2 separate regions of the Arachis hypogaea genome follow, and region 2 is linked to region 1. Evidence: chromatin contacts called from public Hi-C data. All regions are on one chromosome and are shown on one strand. Each heading gives the region's core, a stretch centred on a gene start, on an enhancer-like site or on the middle of the called end of the contact. The rest is flanking DNA. Distances are from core to core; before and after follow the strand shown. Region 1 has its middle 25 kb from the start of LOC112765119. Region 2 holds the start of LOC112762844 (LOB domain-containing protein 33-like).

The links. A called contact is a pair of places that touch in the nucleus more often than the background predicts.
Region 2: a Hi-C map of leaf shows a contact between it and region 1, with 2.0 times the contacts expected there. The contact joins the promoter of LOC112762844 here to the enhancer-like site in region 1. A contact is called at or near these places in 5 of 8 Hi-C or Micro-C datasets (leaf and an unstated tissue).

Annotation. Positions count from the first base shown.
Region 1 is chr17:13,075,691-13,079,800 of arahy.Tifrunner.gnm2.J5K5, reverse strand. No RefSeq gene overlaps it. Among protein-coding and RNA genes, the nearest start is that of LOC112765119, 25 kb to the right of the region's middle. Within about 2 kb of position 1,735, at least 3 of the 3 cell types and tissues checked have open chromatin away from gene starts, as enhancers often do.
Region 2 is chr17:13,192,705-13,196,814 of arahy.Tifrunner.gnm2.J5K5, reverse strand. It overlaps LOC112762844 (LOB domain-containing protein 33-like), which reads left to right and starts at 1,827. Exons shown (of 2, transcript XM_025808672.1): 1 at 1,827-2,105; 2 at 3,656-4,060. The coding sequence starts at 1,827. The coding sequence ends at 4,060.

The DNA.
Region 1 (4,110 bases), core at 486-2,985:
GATATATATTAAAATTAGTTATTAAAATAAAATATATATTAAAATATAAAATATATATTAAAAATTAATTAAATTACATATAAATTTATATATATTAAAAATTAATTAAATTATATATATTTATATTTAAATATATAATATTTAATTTTAATAATTAATTTTAATATAAAAATAATATTTTTATATTAAAATATATAAAAAATATATTTTTAAATTTTAACAATACTTACATAATTATTATAATTACTGAAAATATAAATATATTAGAATTTATCATTAACCTATCTGTTTTAAAGATAGACGAAGATGTAACCATAATAAAAAAAATTATTCAATACACCATAATGGCATATGCTAACACTGAAAACATATATAAAATAAATCTTATTAAAAAACTTTTATTTGAAAAAGTAAAAATAGGAAAAAAAATCTTCATTCTATATGAATTAATAAACACAAATATAAAAAACCTAAAATCAAATAAAATCTAATTAAAATAAAGTATCCTTTCACATGTTATATTGAATTGAGAATACTAAAAGCAATTTTTTCTTTCATAAATCTATGAGCACACCTTTTTTTACACCAATTTTTGACATCAATTAATTAAAAAAAATATTATATACACGCTAAAAGTTAGTTACTAAATTAATAATTATATATTTATATATAAATATATATTATTTCAGTTATTTTTAATATATATTTTATATTTTAATATATATTTTATATAAATAATTAATTTAATAGTTAATTTTTAGTATATACCAATTGATATTGTTAATTGAATATCTGTATTTTGTTTAATAATAATTTAATAGTTTTATTTATCCCATTTTGTCCTAATCCCTTGGCAATTCCGGCATCGTAATATCACTATCACTAGATGTAGATCACCTCACCTTCAACATCTCCTCTCACTCTCTTTTTGTCTTCCCTAAACTCCAATAAGTGCTTTTGTAAAGTAATAATCTTCTTCAAAGTTGAATCCCATAGCTATGTTAATTCTTCTCTCTGTTTTCTTTAGTATCATCATCTTCCTCCATGATTTGCTCTTCTTTAACTTCTCTTACTCCACCGCTATTAGAATTAAGGGACTTTCTTTTTCATTGGGCTTATACCAGTCTTTTGAGGTAAATGAAAATCTAAGGTAGCCTACTTAATTAGGCACAGTACTTTTGAAGTGCTGCACCTTATATTATTAATATATAATTTTTTTTTTGTTTTAGCATAAAACTTAATTCGGTTCAATACTAATCAACTTACTAAGGTTTTTTATGGGTTCAATACTAATTAATTAATTTACTAAGGTTAATTAGAGTATGCTCTCAAAATCAATAAACTCTTACACAAAAGTAATTGGAATTATATTGCCTACAGCCTACTAAAAAATAATTCACAAAAATAGAAATTAGAAAATACAAATTCAATATGATGTCGTTATATACTTCATTTAAAACCTACTTTTGCTAACTAGCATGTTATTAATGCTTTGTCGTATGATAGTATTGCATTGTTACCTTTTCATACGACCGGCATTGGTCCCCTTAGTTTGTCGTTTTGGTCTCTTGGGGTCTATGGAAAAATGTATGTGAACGCAGATGGGAAAAGATAGATCTAATATAAATGTGAACATTTCACTAAAAAACTAAAGATATGCGTGGAAATAGTTGAGCCAAAGAGATTGATCTTACGGTCAACAGTAGAGCAAATCATGGACCCACATGTATGTGTTCATATATAACTCATTATTCCTCAGTATTATGAGTTATTGCATGTTCAGCACGAGTGTTAGTTTTCTTAGTGGGAAAGCCTAAAACCAGAGAAGGAGGATCCGAAGCTTGAGAAAATATTTTGGAAAGCTCAATATTTTTTAACACAATATATAATATTAGTAAAATTAAATTAAATTAAATTTTGGTTAAAAATATTTGTTAACCTTTATCAATCAATAAATACATTAAAAATCAAATTTTTTCTTTAATAAAAGTTTTTTCTAAAAATTTTTTTTATAAGCATGATACTTATTATTCATATTCATCAAGTTATTTATATATTATAAGATAAAATTTAAAGAATATTAATGCGATGAATTAATTTTAAAATTAAAAAATATAAGATTTCTCAATATTATTTTATCTTAATTTAAAAAGAATCTATATTAAATACTAGCACGATAAGTATTTAAAAAATAATGACTCATTTTTTTTTAAAAGTCAAAGATGCTAAATGGATGTTGAAAGTTGTTGCTCTGTTGCTAAATGAATCTATATTCTTTGTTATTTCTTAATTTTAATACAAAATCACACATTTAAACTTTTTTTATATGTATTAAACAAAATTAAACTTATTTTTCTTCAATCAAACAAATGAACCGGTGTCTATAAAAATAAGAGAAAATTTCACTCCCCTCTCCTGAGAGATGTTAAAATGATATTCCCCTCTTCTCTATTTGTAAAATGTACATTCTCATTCCTTATAACATTTAAAAAACCTTCTCTTTAATCCATTTTAAATTGTTTGTGTTAACTAATGTTAACTTTATTCATTTTTCAAGAAAAAATAAATTATCTTTTACAGAAATACCCTTTAACAAAAATTTTCATTAAATTTTTTTACCAAAATACTTTTTAAAAAAATTTAATAATTAAATTATTTTTTTGAAAATATCCTTCAATAATTTTTTAATTATTAAATTGTGATTTTACTAAAATTTTCGTTAACAATAATTTTTATATTTTACTATTAATTTTTTAATATCAATATATATTATTTTAATATTAAATAAAAAAATCTTGGTATGATTATTTTTTTATATCAATATATATTAATTGTTATACATATTAACAGCGGTAAAATTTTTTTATTTAATATTAAAATAATATATATTGATATCAAAAAATTTATAATAAAATATAAAAATAATTATTAACAAAAATTTTGGTTAAATCATAATTTAATAATTAAAAATTATTGAAGAGTATTTTAGAAAAATATAATTTAATCAATAAAAAATAATTTATTAAAGAATATTTTGGTAAGTAAAATTTAATGACAAAAAAATAAAATTTTTGCTAAAGGATATTTTTGTAAAAAATAATATTTTTTTGAAAAATGAATAAAGTTAACATTAGTTAACACAAACAATTTAAAATAAATTAAAAAATTTTTTTTTTAAAGTTATAAAAAAAGAAAATATATATTTTATAAATAGAAAAAAGAAAAATATAATTTTAGCATCTTTTATAAAAAAAAAAAAAAGAAAAATTTTCTCTAAAAATAATAAAATGAATGAGGTGCGTGCGTGCGTCAGTCATGTAATAACGTCACAATTAACACGTCAAGTTATTGTTACACTATTACTACTAATTTGTTATCCTTGTTGTCGGAGTATCGAAGAATTGCCTTAAACAATACTTCCCTTTCATTACATTGTCTATTAATTTTGTTTTCTTTGATCTGTGCCATATATTTATTATCAGCATTCGCAGATATTTAGATTGTGAAACGTGACCAATGCAAGGTAGTTGCAACATTTTTTTTTTCACGGTATTCTTTAATTTAGGAAGTCAAGAACTAATCTATCGAATATTTAAACTTTATTTAAAAGTCTAATGTTGTCTAATAAATTATTGTATACACAAAAAGAGATTAAAATCTATGACATTTGTTTAAGCAAACAAATGAGCTCACTAATTGGCCAACTAAGTTAGTTACTTGCAACAATTATACTGGTAGCCTTCTCATGATGATATATGTAGATGCAACCCTCACAAGCCCAATAAACAACAACAGGGAAGGAGACCAAGATCATTATTGTAGACCAAGGCCCAAGTCATAAAATAAATAATCAGATAGCTCCTTGTTGGGCTATCAAAAAAAAAATTACAAGAGTGGGGAATAAAATGTTAGTAACTCACTCATTTGCTTAAACAAGTAAGTGTCGAAGATTTAAATTCTGCCTTATGCATGTAAAAATCATTGACCAGCGACAGACCCTTAAATAGAGATCAAATTCACGACGGATTAGTCTTTAATATATTAGGTTGAGAGATGAGCAAAAAAAAAAATGTGACAGTTGAATCACAAGGAGATTATATGTTTAGAACT
Region 2 (4,110 bases), core at 578-3,077, 120 kb before region 1:
TTTTATTTAAAATTATGAATTAGCAAATAAGTATTATAAAATTACTTATTAAAAATACTAAAAATAGTACTTTTTTATTTTTTAATGGCATAAATATAGTTAAGAATGCATTAAAAATATATAAAAAAATTCAATGAAATGTTTTATTTAATTTTTGCTTTATTATTATAACAAGTGCTTTTAGGGCACTATACTTATTAACCAAATCCTTAAAAATTAAGATCAGAGTGGTAAACACAGCCAAATGAACAAAAAATTAATACAAAAGTGGTTTGGTTTAACACACCTCAGAGCATCAATTAGTTTAAGTGGCCAACAGCTAAACATGAATTATGGTAGGATTAAAACACGCAAAAATATGACAAGTGGCATATAATTGTGGCATTAAACTAAGGAATTTAAGGGGCCATTAACAATATCAAGACAAAAAAGCCGCAATGAGTCATTCACTCTAAGCTAACAAACTACTCCTATATGAGCTAAATAAAGGTGAATATTATAATGTCTAAAAGGTGGTGTCTATTTACTAAAAAAATTTAAAAATTAATATTTAATTTTAAAAATATAAAAATAAATTATTTTTAAAAATTTAAAATTTACTACACAAAAAATAAATTAAAAAAAATTAAGCAATAATTAATAGGCATTATAGAGTTGGCCCTAAATAAAAGCATGCATAATTCATGTAACTCAAAAACTCTCAAACCTTTTCGCAAAGCCCAAGAAATGATGATGATTGGGTCTTCAATAACTGTCACGTAAGAAGAAAGAGACATTATCAACCAAAAGCCCTTTTGAGGCACACAAATGAGGAAAATATTACCCTAATTGAAAATAACATTGTAGGCCACAAAAGGGACCCAAAAGAAATATGCTTTAAAGTAATTATCAACCACTGAATTCTTAGTTGGTTCTTAAAATTGTATACTTAAAATTTTAATGTACTTAATTAATTTATTAAAATTAATATTTGTTTCACATTATTCTTTTAACTATTTTTCGTTAATTTTGTGTCGATATTGTATACTGACATAAATTATTTCTGTCACGTGTCATTGACGGTTTATATTAGTATATCACGTCAAGACATTAATTGAAAATAGTCGAAAAACTAACATAAGTTACGAAAATCAATTTTAGAACCTAAGTCGAGTAAATTAAAATTTTAGCTACCAATTTAAAATACAATTACAACTTAAGAGACTAACCTAAATATTAACTCAATTATCAACTCTTCACTAAAAATTAATTATTAATTATTGAAGATGGACATGAATTACTTTAGGCAATAGGTATTTTAATTTTAAGGATATAACTAACACGCCTTTAAATAAAAATTTTTAAAATTTTTTTACTTTATAAATATAAAATAAATACATTAAAATTTTGAATTTTAATTTGTATGATTTCTATAAAAGCTTTTTTCGGTAATCTTAAAATATATTCTTGAGACATACGTTAGCTAAATTATTTTTTTAATAAGAAATTTAGATTTCTTTAAAAGGATATAGAAATTTAAATATTTTAAAAAATTTTGAATTGGATTAATTAAATAGAATAAGATTAATCGAATTTCTGGTAACATGACTTAATTAATTAGATAAATGCTAACAATAGTTTTATTATAAAAAAATTATTAACTGAAAATGAGAAATGTCCTTTGGATACCACACAAAAAGAAATGAAGCTCCCATCAAGTGATGCCTATAAAAGTGATGGAATCTTTAAACCCTTCTTGAACAATTGTCTTGTAGTAGTGAAATCATTGAAAAACACCTGAAAGAAAAAGAGGGAAAGAAGAAAAAAAAAAAAAAAAATTTAGGATAATGACAGGATTTGGATCTTCATGTGGAGCATGCAAGTTCCTAAGGAGAAAGTGTGGTAGTGGTTGTGTTTTTGCTCCTTACTTCTCTTATGACCAAGCAGCAACACATTTTGCAGCTGTTCATAAGATCTATGGTGCTAGTAATGTGTCAAGGCTATTGTCACATCTTCCAATCCTTAATAGAAGTGATGCTGCCATCACTATCACTTATGAAGCTCTTGCTCGCATGCAAGATCCTATTTATGGTTGTGTTTCTCATATCTATGCATTGCAGCAACAGGTTTAATTTAATTTATTAATTTCCATTATATTCTATTATGATTTATGATCCCTCACCATTTGCTATATTATATCATCTTTATATCTTTAATTAATATTGATTATTTATCTTCTACTTTTTTTATTTAATCAAATTAAATGTGAAAACATATCTAATATATCTCTAGTTTTGGACGAACTTGTCATATCTGATATATCTATAATAAAATCGTCCTAAACTATTGCAAACTTTTAGTATGATCACAATAAGTTAAATGCAATAAAACTAAAAAGTATCCCATGTGAGTATAACTCTTCTCATCTTACAAAAAATATATATAATTTTAATTTATTATATATTGATTTTTTATTAGAATTTAATTTTGATGCGCTATTAGTGTAAAATAGTTTTATATGTGCATCCAATTATGTAATACTATTTTAATAAAAATAACTACTTTTTACATTAACTATGTAAATGATCATTCAAAAAAACGGATGTGATTATACGATTGTATAAAATACTTTACATGATCAATGTCAGTGTATCAAAATTAAATTTTTTTTATTATTGGTTAAAAAGATAAATAAGACATATATGGAAATTAGTTTGTAAACTACCTATCGTCATAGTTAAAGGCTTTGACGTTATGTTATAAAAATATTTATCTTAAAAATTTAAATTATTAATAAAGATATATAAATAATTATAAATTTAATACATATATTTATCTTATAGAGATGAATATAATAAGGATCAAATCGGATTGAATATGGCCAAAATTTCGATCCGATTCACACTAAAATCAATGAATCTAATATTCACCGTTTTTAAACTTGGATCCAATTCGACATGATCCACATATTTGCGGATCAGATCAAATCGGATATCAAATATAATTGTAAAACATAAAAATATTTTTAAAAGCTTATTTTTATTAAAAAATATCAATAAATCCTTTTTTTCTATTCTTTTAAATATGTTTACTCTTAAAATAATATTAAACATATTTTTTTTAAATAATAAAATTAAAATAATACAATATATATGATAATTATTAATTAAAATAAAACATAAAAAGAATATTTACTTATTTATTTGTTTATTTTTGCGGATTCGTGGATTTGCGGAACCGCAAATATGCGGATATCGACATAAAATTCGCAATCTCATCCTATTAATGTGCGAATCAGATTTGATTCGATCCAATAGCTTTGTAAATTAGATCTTTATTAGTAATTTTTGAATCGAATTCAGATAAACACCACAAATATGCGAATCGAATCTAATCTATGAATACCCTTACCTAGCCGGATTTTTATTCATTGCGAGTTCACATTTAAGTCTTTTCTTATTACTTGCAATTATCGGGGAATCATGTATTAGAATATAATTAGTTCAATCATTGCAAAACTTTAAGAATTGATCCTCACACGAGTTTATTTTCGTACACTTGGTACACGCAAAAACTTTTGACTTTGGAATGATTTTAAATTCAAAACTTTCGTTGAAAATCTAAGGTACGTTTTACTTGTATTTTTACTTTTTATTTTGTCCTTTGTTGTGGGCAGGTTGCAAGTTTGCAAGAGGAGATAGATATTATTGGGAATCTAATGGCAAATTCTACAACTGGTGCTACCAATTGTGGCATAAATAATGTTGAAGCACCAATAACAAAAATGGAGTACTCGAACTGTGGAATACAATATCCTATGCAAGATGATGATGATGCTGTCACAACAACTAATCAATGTTATCAAAATGAAATGGCCAATAATATTCTTTCTCAAGAAGGAAGTATGACACCCCGCCAAGGCTATGGCTCACACATGGATATAGAGCTTCCAAATAATAATGGAAATGGGTTTGAAGGGCCATTTGTATTTGATGACCATCCCAACTTCAATAATAATAATAATCCATTAGAGAAGTTCCTATCTGGAATTGATCAAGAGGGATTCATGAACCACCCGTGATTAAAGCACAATAATGCAATCATAAAGAACTAGGCTTATAGAATTGTCAT